2 separate regions of the Sus scrofa genome follow, and region 2 is linked to region 1. Evidence: chromatin contacts called from public HiChIP or PLAC-seq data. All regions are on one chromosome and are shown on one strand. Each heading gives the region's core, a stretch centred on a gene start, on an enhancer-like site or on the middle of the called end of the contact. The rest is flanking DNA. Distances are from core to core; before and after follow the strand shown.

Evidence for each region. HiChIP or PLAC-seq counts read pairs in DNA pulled down with a chosen protein or histone mark.
Region 2: an H3K27ac HiChIP or PLAC-seq map of alveolar macrophages shows a contact between it and region 1. The contact joins two enhancer-like sites. A contact is called at or near these places in 1 of 5 promoter capture datasets (liver), 26 of 47 Hi-C or Micro-C datasets (adipocytes, alveolar macrophages, blood and 14 more) and 1 of 2 datasets of contacts at active chromatin or transcription factors (alveolar macrophages).

What each region holds. Positions count from the first base shown.
Region 1 is chr14:128,599,195-128,602,559 of Sscrofa11.1, forward strand. No RefSeq gene overlaps it. Among named protein-coding and RNA genes, the nearest start is that of PRLHR, 18 kb to the right of the region's middle. Within about 2 kb of position 1,732, at least 4 of the 83 cell types and tissues checked have an H3K27ac peak or open chromatin away from gene starts, as enhancers often do.
Region 2 is chr14:128,801,748-128,805,293 of Sscrofa11.1, forward strand. All of the region lies in intron 5 of LOC106506135 (a long non-coding RNA gene), which reads right to left. Among named protein-coding and RNA genes, the nearest start is that of CACUL1, 54 kb to the left of the region's middle. Within about 2 kb of position 1,789, at least 9 of the 83 cell types and tissues checked have an H3K27ac peak or open chromatin away from gene starts, as enhancers often do.

The sequences.
Region 1 (3,365 bases), core at 482-2,981:
AGATCCTTAACCCACTGAGCAAGGCCAGGGATCGAACCTGCAACCTCATGGTTCCCAGTCGGATTCATTTCTGCTGCACCACGACGGGAACTCCAACATCACACTTTTATGCAGTGGGTGATCATCTCACCGACAGTGAGGAAACTGAATCTTAAAGAAGTTCCGACACTTGGCCAAGGTCACTCTCTGGGAAGAAGGAGGGCTGGCTTTGGATCTAGGCAACTGAGGTGAGGAGCCCCGCGAACCTGTTTCTCAGAGCTGGGACCCAGAGCCTAAGCTGGAAATAGGCCTGTCTAGCTACTGAGCCATCTGACCCACAAGCCCCCGGCCAGGACAGAGCTCGTTCCAAGCACGGGTGGGCCTGAGCCTATAAGAGTGGACCAGCGGGTTCTCCTGTGGGCTCAGAAGCCATCGGCACAACTGGTTGAGTTTTGGAGCAAGACCCATGTCCAAATCCTGGATCTGTCACTTGGCTGCGGGGCACTGAACCCCTCTGAGCATGTGTCCTTGTCTATAAAATGGGGCCAACAAAAATATCCACTTTATAAGATTATGGTAAGAATTCAAGAGGTCATACGGGTTAAAAACATAGTAAAATGCCCCACGCCCAGTGAGCTCTCATTATCAGCATTACTATATGTGAAGTGAGAAGAAACTGACACACAAAAAAAATCTGGGAGGCAAAAAAAAATCTGAGAGGCTCTGGAACTTTGAAAGTAGACATCAGTGGAACGGTGGCAATTCTACAAATCAGTGGTTCTTTGCTTGGGTAGCCTGTTAAAATCACTTAGGGGAGCTTTTTTTAAAAAAATCCCATGCCTGGGACGTTTCGTGGTGGCTCAATGGCTTATGTATCCAGTGTTGTCATTGCTGCGGCTTGGGTGGTTGCTGTAGCACAGGCTTGATCCTTGGCCCAGGAATGTCCACATGCCTTGGGTGCAGGGGGAAAAAAAAAAAAATCCCGTTCCTGAACCCCACCCCTAGGCCAATTACATCAGAATCCTCGGGAAGGGGCGCAAACATTGGTCTTTTTTTCAAAGCACCCCATGTAAATAATGTCCATCCAGGGTCTGGAGCCACTGCTGGGGTGCACGAGAGCTTGGTCTGGCAGAGTGATAAGGCCCCCGCCTTAGGAAAGGGTGGGCCCTCCCGCAGTCAAATCAAATCTCAGGGCCCCACTCTGAGAGTTGAAATTTACACAAGCTTTGGACAGGTCTGTTCTCCACCTTGGTGTAGCAATTAACAGTTCCTCCCAGCTTCAGTGACATGGTGACAGATGGATGAAATGAATACGGTAGGAGATTAAATAACGAGGAGATGTTATGCCAACAAAATTAACTTGTCCAGCCCCGTTTCTTAGCAACTGCACTATTATTTCAGGTTTCCTCCCAAAGCCTCTGGTTGTTCACACCACTCCCTTTCATTAAAATGCGAGGCACAGTTATTTATAACTTTAATGAAAAAGAGAAAAAGGCAAGGAAGGGGCAAAGGAAACTTGCACCACCCTTCAAATCGCATCAGGCCTGCCCCAGACAAATAGGATCAAACTGGCAACTTGTAGATTGGGGAGCTTATTTGATTTTCCTGCAGACGTAGCATCTCGCGCCCCTTCAAGCCTTCACAAAGCCACCCTGCCTTTTGTAAAAAACACATGCGTTTGCCAATCCAATCTGGGGCTCCCGGCAGACGGTCATTGTGTGGGAGTCAGGCCCTGGATGCCGGAGCACAGAACACAATGTCCTCAGAAGAAAAATCACTTTTATGCAGCAGGAACAGGCGCAGAGTGGGTAATTGGCTGGTTGTCAGAAGAAGGATGGGAGGCTGTCTTCTTTCCAAGCTGCCCCGTTCATTGCCAAAGACCCATCTTCTCCAAAGGAGTCTCTCCTGGGTGACCAGCAAGACCAGGCTTTGCTGAGCTTCCCCAATTGACTGATGCAGCATCCATGAGTCCGGGGAGCAGGACTCTCTGCCATCTGGTGCCAACCTCCACACCCTGGCATCCTGTCAGCCCCTAATTGGATCCAGCTGTGCTCTTGGCTGCCCTGACCTGATCGTCCTATTTATTGAACACTGTTGGGCTTCTGATCTCAAATGACTTTTTTTTTAAGTGTCTGCCAGAAATCTCTGCCTATCGGGTTTGCTGCTGTGGTTCTGTTTTATCCTTAAAAGCAGAGGTTGTTATCCAGGGTCAAGAATTCAGTGAGTCTGTGGGATCAGAAAATAATGGACCTTTATTTTTGACTCACGATAACTACAATTTGGAATTTCCTTCAGTTAGGAAAGGCAGAAACAACTAAGAGACATCAGGGACCCTGTCGTTGGGAGAAATCACACATCGTTTGACACTGTGGCAGATTCTCAAAATACCACTAACGCAAATCACGGCTTCAATATTACAGCGCCCATTAGACCTACCACCAGATATTTTTATTTAATATATTCATAAAGAAATTGACATATTAAAATATCCCATATGTGGGTTTTTTAATATTCTGATAACCATGCTTTAACATAATTGGTAAACCTATGTGTTTTATTTTGTGCACCTAAAAACATCTGATAAAACAGAAGCAAAAATAGAAAAATAGACTGAAAAAAAAAAAATGAGTAGAGACCTGCGGGGCTATAACAGAAGATCTAACACCGTCAGAGTCCTGGGAAGGCAAAGACAGAGGATGAGGCCAAAAAGCAGTAGAAGAAATACTGGCTAAAAACTTCCAAAATGAGAAAGCCCTAAACTTACAGAATCAAGTTGCTGAGAAAACACCAAACAGGACAAAGAAATCCGTGCCAAGACACATCATAAATAAACGTCTAAAAACTAGAAATAGCACAAATTTCAGAAAACAGGGGGAAAGTTCAAGATCATTGACTACAGGATCCCAGTGGACATTGATACATGGAGACCCAAAGCTTCACTGTGTCCCCTACTAGAATTGGGGTCATATGGGATCCAGGTAGTAAATGGCCAGATCTGACTCACAATAGGCCCACGGGGTCCGTGGATTCACCTGGTGTTCATTTCTGTGGTCCCCAAATAAAAATTAAACTCACTTGATAGTTAGCATAACCCCCACAATGGTACGATGGCCTGTGGGCTAAGAGCTGTCGGAATGTAGCCATTTGGAAAACTCTGAAGCAGCCTCCCTCTGCCCAACTAGTAAATCAAAAGCAATATTGTATTCCAGAAGTAGCACATATTAATGCCACCCCTAAAGACCCAAAGGCTGCAGAGATGGTGAGTATTCATTATCTCCATTTGGGCCCTGTAAAAACTAGGTGGATCCTGGAAGGTGACATAGGAATACTGCAAAATTCAACCAAGTAGTGGTATAAATTTCACCTGCTGTGCTACATATGGAATC
Region 2 (3,546 bases), core at 539-3,038, 200 kb after region 1:
GATCAGATCCATGCCAAAGGTACAGCAACACCAATCCTTTTAATCCACTGTGCCAGGCTAGAGATTGAGCCTGTGTCCTAGTGCCACAGAGACACCTCCAATCCCACTGCCCCACAGTGGGAACTCCTGAGTGATAGGTTCCCAGGAGGACAGAGACAGACCCCCCACCCCCCAAGTGTGGCTGCTGACCTTGGAGACCTGCTATGGACACCCTCTGCCCGAATGTGGAGGCTGAGTTGGGCAGCAAGCAACAACGGCCTGTGGAAAACAACCGCCTGCATAGATTAACCTCCCGCAAGGATTCAGTGCCCTCTGTCATGGGACTCGACCCCCTAACCCGCCCTTGACCTTCCCCTCCTTCATCCTTCCTGCCCCACATTCCCGCCATGAACTCCATTCAGCCAGATTCCCAGCACAGGTCCTTTATAAGCCTGGCACCTCCTCACAGTCAGGGCTGGCACCATCCTGAGCTCAGCCCGTGCCCCTCTGATGCCTTCATCAATCTCTGTTGCTTGACCACCTTGGCCTTGTGCGTTCCTCCCTCGGCAAACCTAACACTAAACTATGGTTTTTATTTGGGGGTGTGAGGAAGCTGTCTCTGCTCAACGTTGAATATTGTTTCTTTGTTTGTTTTTCTTTTTAAGGCCACACCCACAGCATATGAAGGTTCCCAGGCTAAGGGTCTAATCAGAGTTACAGCTGCCAGCCTACCCCACAGTCACAGCAACCCAGGATCCGAGCCGTGTCTGCGACCTACACCACAGCTCATGGCAATGCCGGATCCTTAACCCACTGAGCAAGGCCGGGGATAAAATCTGCACTCTCTTGGATACTAGTTGGATTCATTACCACTGAGCCATGATGGGAACTCCCTCATTGAATATTCTTTTTTTTATTTTAATTATTTATTTATTTATTTATTTTGCTTTTTAGGGCCACACATGAGGCATATGGAAGTTCCCAGGCTAGGGGTCCAATCAGAGCTGCAGCTGCTGACCTACACCATAGCCACAGCAATGCCAGATCCAAGCTGAGTCTGCGACCTACATATACCACAGCTCACGGCAATGCCAGATCCCCAACCCACTGAGCAAGCCCAGGGATCGAATCCGCAACCTCCTAGTTACTAGTCGGATTCATTAGCATGATGGGAACTCTTCATTGACTATTTTGAAACTTAATTCTCTGTTGGATATGAAGAAAACAATTTTCTCTGGTCTGTGGTTGTGCTTCACTCTACTCAAGGGCCTCTGTCAATCTGAAGGTTTTCTCGCTGTATATCGTCAAGGATGTCAGGCTTTTCCTTGGGAGCCTCTGGGTTTTGTGACTCGGTGAGGAAAGCTGACACTCCCGAGAATGACAAAAATATTCTCTTATATTTTCTGCAAAGATTCTATTCTAGTTGTTTGTTTGTTTAGCTCTTTGCTCCATCTGGGATTTATTTTCGCCCGGCTCGGTTCCTAGTGCCACGTGCACAAAATTTTAGCCCCTGCTGCTTGTTCAGGGAGGGAGGGGCTCCCTGGAAAGGGCCGGGGGGGCGGGGGGAGACATGCAGAAGCTGGGCTGGAAAAGAGCCACGCTCGACAGGAAGGGCAGAGCCATGGAGAGGGTGGGGGCAGGGAGCTCCAGCCTTGAACCCATTGGGCAGCCACCAGCGGGGGACTCCTGGCCAGTCTTTCTAATCCCTCAGAACCTGAGTTTCCCCTCGACACAATAAGGAGCTTCAGGCCTCGCGGCATGATTGTGGGGGCTGACTCGCCTCTCCGTGGCTCTGCTTCCTCCTTTCTAAAGGGAGGAAGAATGTCCGTCCTCCCAGAGTTGTGATGAGGAAACTAGCTAACACTCAGTGGCTTTACCACAGGGGGTGACGACGCTCAGTGAGTTGACGAGGCTCAGCTGAGCGGTTCTCACTTGGCTGTTCCTGTCCTTATAGTCCAATGTGGCGACAGCTGCAGCCACCTGCAGCTAGGCTGAGCCAGGTGTCTGAAACGGCTCACTCACTTGGCTGACCTTGGATGAGACCGCTGGTGGGGTGGGGGCTACCTCCCTGGTGGGGTCAGGGAGGGCTTCTCTGAGGAGGTGACATTTCAGCGGCAGCCTGAATGGTGAGGAGACAGCCACGCACATGCCCTGGGAAAGCCAGGGGAAGCCTAGGGAAGAATCCTGCCGAGGGAAGAGCAATTATGAAGGCGATGATTCCGGAGGGACCTCTGCTGGAGGAGCTCAGTGCCAGTGGCAGGTGACCCAACCGGCCAGTGGAGGAGGCAGCTGGTGTTCTCTGCCTTGGGCATGAGTTATGCAGGAAAAAAAGAACACGCGATGCAGGGGTGGGAAGCCTGTCTGGCATGAGGCTTGGGAAAGTGAAATTGGAGCCAAGGCCCTCCTTCATGCAGAAAACTGCCTCACCTGTTTAGTCCAGGCCCTCTCACTGAACCAGGATACTCCCACTTTCTTTAAGTTTTATTATTGCCACCAGCGACACGTCAGTGACAACTCAGCCCCGCAGAAATAGCACAACCGGAGACAGACACCAGACAACAAGGCACCTTTGATGAAGCGAGCCCAGCAGGCGCCCCAAACACCCCTCACTCTGTTCCCTTCTCTTCGACATGAACAGCTGCACTAATGTGAGTTTACCCATCAGATAAAAATAATTTGCTAAATATCACAGTGGAGTCATTTCTCAGTGGCTTCAGTTACTGTCATAAGACGCAGGGCTGCCTTAACAAAAGTAGTTCTTTGAAGCAAAACTCCAGATAAATGAAGCCTGTATTCACAGTTCAATTAGGTGTAGCCTGGATTATTTAGTTATTTGAGTCCGCCAAATTCAAATGCTCATCTCTTCTGGAAACACCCTCACAGACACACCTACAAGTGTTTGGCCAAATATCTGGATATCCCACGACCCAGTCTAGTGGACCAAAAACGGAACCATCACACCTGGCCAGTACATGAACTTGTTTTACTGAAACCCCCTTGTTTTACTGTCACCCCAATCTCGATGAAGAATTTGAGGCTCAAAGCTTCTAAGTGTGCCAATAGCCAGGCAGCTCATACATGGTGCCTGCCGGTTCCGAAGCCAGGGCTTTCTGACTTTGCAGCTGTGCCAGTTCCTTTTTTCCTGGCACCTGGCTGCAGTATGGTTCATAAGTGTTGTACAGGTGTGGATCCTGGTTAGAGGAGTCTGGAAACACTAATCCTAGAGACAGGTTACAGAGTGCCGCAGCACACAGAAGTTCCGGGGCTGGAGACTGAACCCACGCCACAGCAGCAACCTGAGCCCCTGCAGTGACAATGCCAGATCCTTCACCCACTGAGCCACACAGGAACTCCAGGGGACAATTTATGCGGATCACCAGGTAAGGGCCTCACAGAAAATAAACAAGCAATAAACAGGTCTGCCTTCTCCTCCCCTGTGGTTTTGGTCCACTAGGACCATCAGCTCTGTCCTGTCCTGCTGAGAAGGAGTAGGGAGGCTTTTTCCGAAATGTCCTCCAAGTGCAGAGACGAAGGCTCAGAAGGCAAGTTTGGAGAGACGCGTCCAGC